2 separate regions of the Hordeum vulgare genome follow, and region 2 is linked to region 1. Evidence: chromatin contacts called from public Hi-C data. All regions are on one chromosome and are shown on one strand. Each heading gives the region's core, a stretch centred on a gene start, on an enhancer-like site or on the middle of the called end of the contact. The rest is flanking DNA. Distances are from core to core; before and after follow the strand shown. Region 1 holds the start of LOC123425688 (protein FAR1-RELATED SEQUENCE 5-like). Region 2 holds the start of LOC123425689.

Region 1 (2,952 bases), core at 278-2,777:
GCAGCCAGGCAGTGGTGAGCACATGACTAAATGTAAGTTACGGAAGACTTGAGCCTTTACGGAGAGGGCTAACATTTTCACCGAGCTTACTAATGGACAAGAATGTCAGTACATATGTGTATATACATCTGTAAAAATAAGTTATTTGTGACATAAACTGTGAAAAAACCCGATTTAAGCAGATCAAACCACCCACCACATTCCCTACCGCGCAGCTCAATTATGAACACAATGGCCACCACTACGGATCAATCCCTAAAAAATCTAATCAGTTAACTAATATACCTAATTGTACCGACTCAGAACTTCCAAGCATGACAAATGGGACACCAAAGACCACGCCATTAACTCTATGCATTCGGTTTGGTAAATACCCTTTTCTGGTATGTACACTATCCATACTTGGGTAAATACGGTACTTCTATAAAACTAAAATGCGGTTTGGCTTTGGTTACGAAACTATTTCGGTTTGGCTTCGATAGATATCAAATTAACCAAAGTTGATGCAAATTTAAAAATGAGAGAACAATGTTTTCTTCCTGTCCTATCTATCTCTGAAGGTTCTGAACTTCCAATCCATACAATTGTCACAACAGGACTTGCATTAGACTAGCCATGACAATATGACATATAGTACTCCTACTTGCTAATTAATTAGCACTAGAAAACTAGATGTTAATGAAGGCATGGATGGATAAACTTCACAAACTAATTAGACACTGGGAGCAAACCTTATGATGTCAAGAACAAGTCAACTTTGGACCGTAGCACTAGCAGTCTAGCATTCCATATAAGGCTACAGAACATAACATAATATGTCTCACCATGAGTGTTCAGATAACGGTAATAACAGACAGAATAGAAGAACACAACGTCAGTATGTCACAACCTCCCATGGCCATGGAGTACGAGCATTACCACAATACCACTTGCCCACTTCACAAGATCGCAGCTTGGCACTAACTAGCACAGCTTAAGCAGCTTTACAGTTGTCAGCAACATTGTAAGTTCCTCTAAACATGTAAAAGTCAAGCGAAATAGCAACATCAATTTATGAAACATACATGTAAGACATGATATCGATGGAATTTCCATTGTTCAGAAACCTATTCGCAGCAAGAAGATCCCACTCATTGGCTCGTTCAACCTTGACATCATCCTAATAATTAACTAATTGAGGTACAGGAATTACCTGAAGCTTTACTAGGTTGTGCTTGTGCGGGGACGGAGAACGCCGGGAAGCAGGAGGCTGAAACCTGCGAGGGCCGGTGGGTACGGCGTCGGACGGGCAAGGAGCTGAGCAGGCCGCTCGCCGGACGGCGGAGCGGCGCCGAGGCGTGGCGATGCAGCGAGGTTGAGCGTAGGACGGCGAAGTGGCGCCGGCGGCGTGGCGAACTGGCGAAGCAGCGAGGCCGAGCTGTTGAGCCCCCAGTGGTGAGCACGCCGCCGTGGTGCTCACTATCGCTAGGGTTCGTCTGCCGGTCTGCCCGATGCGCTAGCTGCCGCTTCGGGTAAATCCTATCTGACGCTCAACGCGGCAGATACTCGGCATAGCGCAGGCTCACGCAGAGATGTCTAGCAGATCCGGTAAAAACGCAAATCGTAAAATTGAGATATGGATAAAAAAAATGCATTTTGATGATTTATTTTAACTACATTCGAATAAAAACTGTAAAACTGCGATAAAGAGATTCATCCTTCGGTCCGGCGGCCACCGTCCCTTTCTCCACCCGACCGTATCGGCTACGCCGGCCGCATCCAACCCCGTCACATGCGGCCCGTCGCCCGCCGACCGCGCCCCATCACCACGCCGACCGCGCCTAGCCACGGCTTGTCGCCCATACCTGGCCAAACGGGCCGGCACGGCCCGGCCCAGCCCGTCGTAATCATGCCCGACACGGCCCGTCCTAGGCCCGATTAATATACGGGCCGTGCCGTGCCGGCCCGCATGCTGGCCTCCCAGGCCCAAGCACGGCACGTGGCCTAATCGGGCCGGCCCGCGGCACGCCGGCCGATTTTATTAAAAAAAAAATCCCAGCCCCTCTCCCGCCCAGATCCTGTCCAAATCCTGCCCCCGCCCCCGCAGCCTTTCCCGCCCCCGCTCCCCCTTTCCCGCCCCTCGCGGCCGCCCTTTCCCGCCTCTCGCGGCTCGCGCCAGTTAGCGCGTCGCGTTGCATGCCCGCAAGCCCCGCACCGCCGCACGGCCGCTCCCATTGCTGCACAAAACACGTTCATGGCCACCTAATCGTGTCGGGCCGTGCCGGCACGCGGACTCGGGGTGGCAGCCCGGGCATGGCCCACAGCGTGCTCGTGCCTGGCCCGAGCACGATTAGCCTGTGCCGGGCCCGGCTCATGTCGTGCCTGGCCTACGGGCAGTCGGGCCGGCCCGGCAGGCACGACCCGTTTGGCCAGGTTTGTTGTCGCCCGTCGGCCATGCCTCGTCGCCTCCGTCGTCAACGCCTTGCTCTGTTGCCAGACGCGTCGGCCTAGTCGTGCTCCTTTGCCTGCCACGCTAGGAGAATTCCAGCGGCCAGGCTGAGGTCATGGGAGGCCATGGCGAGGTCGAGCTCATCCAATTCAAACCGGTGGCGATCGATTGCGGCATTCAACGACCTTTTCCGACGTACGGTGATGAATTCCAGCGAGTTTAGGGCGAATTCCGGCAAACTCCGGGGCGGCATGTTTGCTCCGATGAGGTTTGAACGGTATACGCCCCCCCTAGAATCGGCCTTACAACCTTCAAAAATAAGGGTTTTGGGTGTGGCTTTTCTGTGCCCCTTAAAAAAATTACAGGTTGGACCATTTTTACGGTTTCTATTCTTCACATATTTTACGATCAAAACTGTAAAACGCAAATTTTTTATGGGTTTGACCACTTATACGGGGTATGCTAGAAATGCTCTGAGCTATAGATTCAATAAAAACTTTAAAAAGTTGTTATGAGTTGTGAGT
Region 2 (2,952 bases), core at 120-2,619, 400 kb after region 1:
AGTGCGCGCCGCACCGGGCGCATATGCTGCTGCGGGCGCAGTGGGCGGGCAGCCGAACAGGTGCCGTGCGTACGTGCTTCTTGAATCGCGCGTTCGGAGGTGGCAGCGCAAAAGCGCACGAGTTGCCGTGCGCTGTGACCGCGACCGTGTCAACCTGTGCGTCGAGTCATCACTACTTGGTAGCATACTAGATTAACTAACTCCGGTAGTAGAGTATGGAGTCAAAAAGAGAACGGAGCAGAAGCAGTAGTAATATAATTTGGATGCAGATTAGGTAAATATTTACTGTCAGAATCATCCTGGGTAGAGTAGTAGCAGTAGTAGTTGGTGTTGTACTCTACGTACACTACACTACACTTTGTAGGACGTCATGAGTACGTACGTAGCTTATAAACATGCAGCTCGATGTGTGTGAGGAAGGAAGAGGCTAGAACCGGTGCAGTGCACGGGGAAAGAGAAGACAAGATAGACACGAGAGCAAGCGACGGAGCTGCCGCCGATGAGCACGCGGTGCGGTGGCTGTGGCGGTGGCGTCCGTGATGTCATCTGAGCTGGACCATTTGCTCAGGCTAAAACGGCAGCGGACGCGGTTCGGCGCGACGGACCAGCCCGCGTGGCTGGGACCCGGAGACCCCCGGGCCCACGTAAACGGGCCGACTGCCCAGCGGGCCCCCCGCGTCCGCGTCCAACGGCTAGTTTCCCGACCGTTTGAAGATGGAAGCCCCTCTCAACAGTCATCATCATCATCATGTATTAATTCATCTACTACTCCGATCACTTCAGCCTTTACCATCTCTATCCAGGCTGTATCAATGAACCCACATGACATGATTGTGCAGTTGCCTAGAAGATACTACTCCCTTCGTCCCAAAATAAGTGTCTCAACTTTGTACTACTACCGTGCAAAAATGCTAGCATTTTACGCGGGCGCGAAAACATGTCACGATATCAACACTGTTACTGGTGTATCTACTACAGGAACAGAGTTGATTAAGATATGGGATTTTTTTTTTGCGGATGAAGATACGGGATTTCTTAATCAGCAGGTGAACAACAAACAGTTAGATTAAGCATGAGCACAGTAATAATAGTAATCGGGGAAGGTCGACGTCCACTCGTCTCCACCGGCCAAAGACCCCGCGGTCACACGGGCCACACTACTACAGTACTACTCATGATGACCCAGACCTTTCCGTCCCGTGCAACGGAAAAACGTGCGGCGAGCCTCTCCCGTGCATCCCCCGCCGTCCAAAGCCCTCATCCGACGGCTGGCATCTCACCGTCACCCCCCGCGCGGCCCGCGCGCACGGATACTCGATATTCGGCATGTGCTCCGCTATAAATCACCGCCCGCCCCGGTGCGCCCACCTCCGCTTGCTCGCTTCCATTCATTTCGCTCGCACAGACGCACCGCACGCACGGTCACGGTGAGTGGAGGGAGAAGGAAGGAGGACGGTCGGAAGGATTTAGGTGGCGGCTGCGAGGAGGCGATGGGGTGCGCGCGGACGGTGAAGGCCGGGGCGGCGGCCGCGGCGGCGATGCTGGTGGCCGCCGGAGTGAGGCTGGTGGGGCCTGCGGCGGCGGGGTTCGTGGCGGAGGAGATCCCTCGCGCGCAGGCGGCGGCGGCCACGTGGCTCACGCCGCCCTACCTGTACCTCGTCATCAACGCCATCATCATCTCCATCGCCGCGTCCTCGCGGTTCCAGACCAGCCGTTCGTCGACCGCACACGCCGCTGTGGGGACGGAGCCGCTTCCGGTACCCGCGCCGGCTCTGGCGATGCCGATGGACATGCCTGTACCTGTTGTGGCCGTGGTGATGGCGGCGCCCGATCCGGAGCCGCGTGTTCCGGAGGCCGTGCCGGTGGTCAAGACGCCCCCCGCGCCGGTGCCGGCGCCGGAGATGGAGGAGGAGGGTGAGGACTTCCTGATTTCAAGATCTGCATGGACGCCGCAGCGGAGGGTTACGAAGGCCGAGGTTGAGGTGGCACCGTTCGCGGACCTGACGAACAAGAGGGAGAAGCCGCTGTCCTCAGAGCGGTTCGGCCGGAAGGCGCCCAAGCCCAGCCCAGAAGGTAACAACAACGGACTGCCTGATACTCTGAGCAATTCGCCGAGCTGTTTAATTCCTCGACTATTCTGGCCTGCAAATGCAAATAGCAGAATTTCGCCGAATCTCGAGCGCTTTCGTGGAATTCCAGCAAGAGAAGAAATTTTGTATTGATGTCGACTGGGCGTGTCGTTGCAGGCAGCAGGGCGTTGCGGGTGTCGCGGCCGCGGAGGGAGGACACTCTGGAGAGCACGTGGAAGGCCATCACGGAGGGGCGAGCGCCGCCGCTGGCGCGGCACCTCAAGAAGTCGGACACCTTCGACACCCGCCCGGGCCGCCGTCCGTCCGGCGGCGGCGAGGAGGCGGCGCCCCCCGCGGCGACGATGCGCAAGGCGGAGACGTTCAACGACCCCGAGAGGAAGGTGCGCCGCGAGCCGTCGCTGGGGCAGGACGAGCTAAACCGGCGCGTGGAGGCCTTCATCAACAAGTTCAACATGGAGATGCGGCTGCAGCGGCAGGAGTCGCTGAAGCACTACAGCGAGATGGTCGGCAGCGGCGGCGGCCGTTACTGAAGACTGAAGAGGGTTGGTTCCTCCCATGAACTCGGATGGGAACAGCAAAGCAAGTTACTTTTTTGTTGTTGTTGTTGGGTGTGCTGCTCGTTTTTGGCTCTGGTTTCTGTTTCTTCTCTATAAGAAATGCTTCTGTCAATAACTCCTAGTAGTAGTAAGAAGGTGATAGCGATAGTAGTTTTGCACAAGAGACTTGAAGTTGATAGGGGATGATGATGCAGATTAGTGAGGGCCTGGAGACCCCAATTTGTCTTGGGAGCCGGGCATGTGTATTAAATCTTTGCTTACTAAGCTGTTTCATGGCATTTCGGTGCTTCTTCCGCTCGAGCTGT

The links. A called contact is a pair of places that touch in the nucleus more often than the background predicts.
Region 2: a Hi-C map of seedling shows a contact between it and region 1, with 2.3 times the contacts expected there. The contact joins the promoter of LOC123425689 here to the promoter of LOC123425688 in region 1. A contact is called at or near these places in 2 of 6 Hi-C or Micro-C datasets (leaf and seedling) and 1 of 1 datasets of contacts at active chromatin or transcription factors (embryo).

The regions. Positions count from the first base shown.
Region 1 is chr2H:165,480,012-165,482,963 of MorexV3_pseudomolecules_assembly, forward strand. LOC123425688 (protein FAR1-RELATED SEQUENCE 5-like) reads right to left here and starts at 1,528. Exons shown (of 5, transcript XM_045109397.1): 1 at 1,193-1,528.
Region 2 is chr2H:165,879,790-165,882,741 of MorexV3_pseudomolecules_assembly, forward strand. It overlaps LOC123425689, which reads left to right and starts at 1,370. Exons shown (of 2, transcript XM_045109398.1): 1 at 1,370-2,073; 2 at 2,247-2,925. The coding sequence starts at 1,491. The coding sequence ends at 2,620.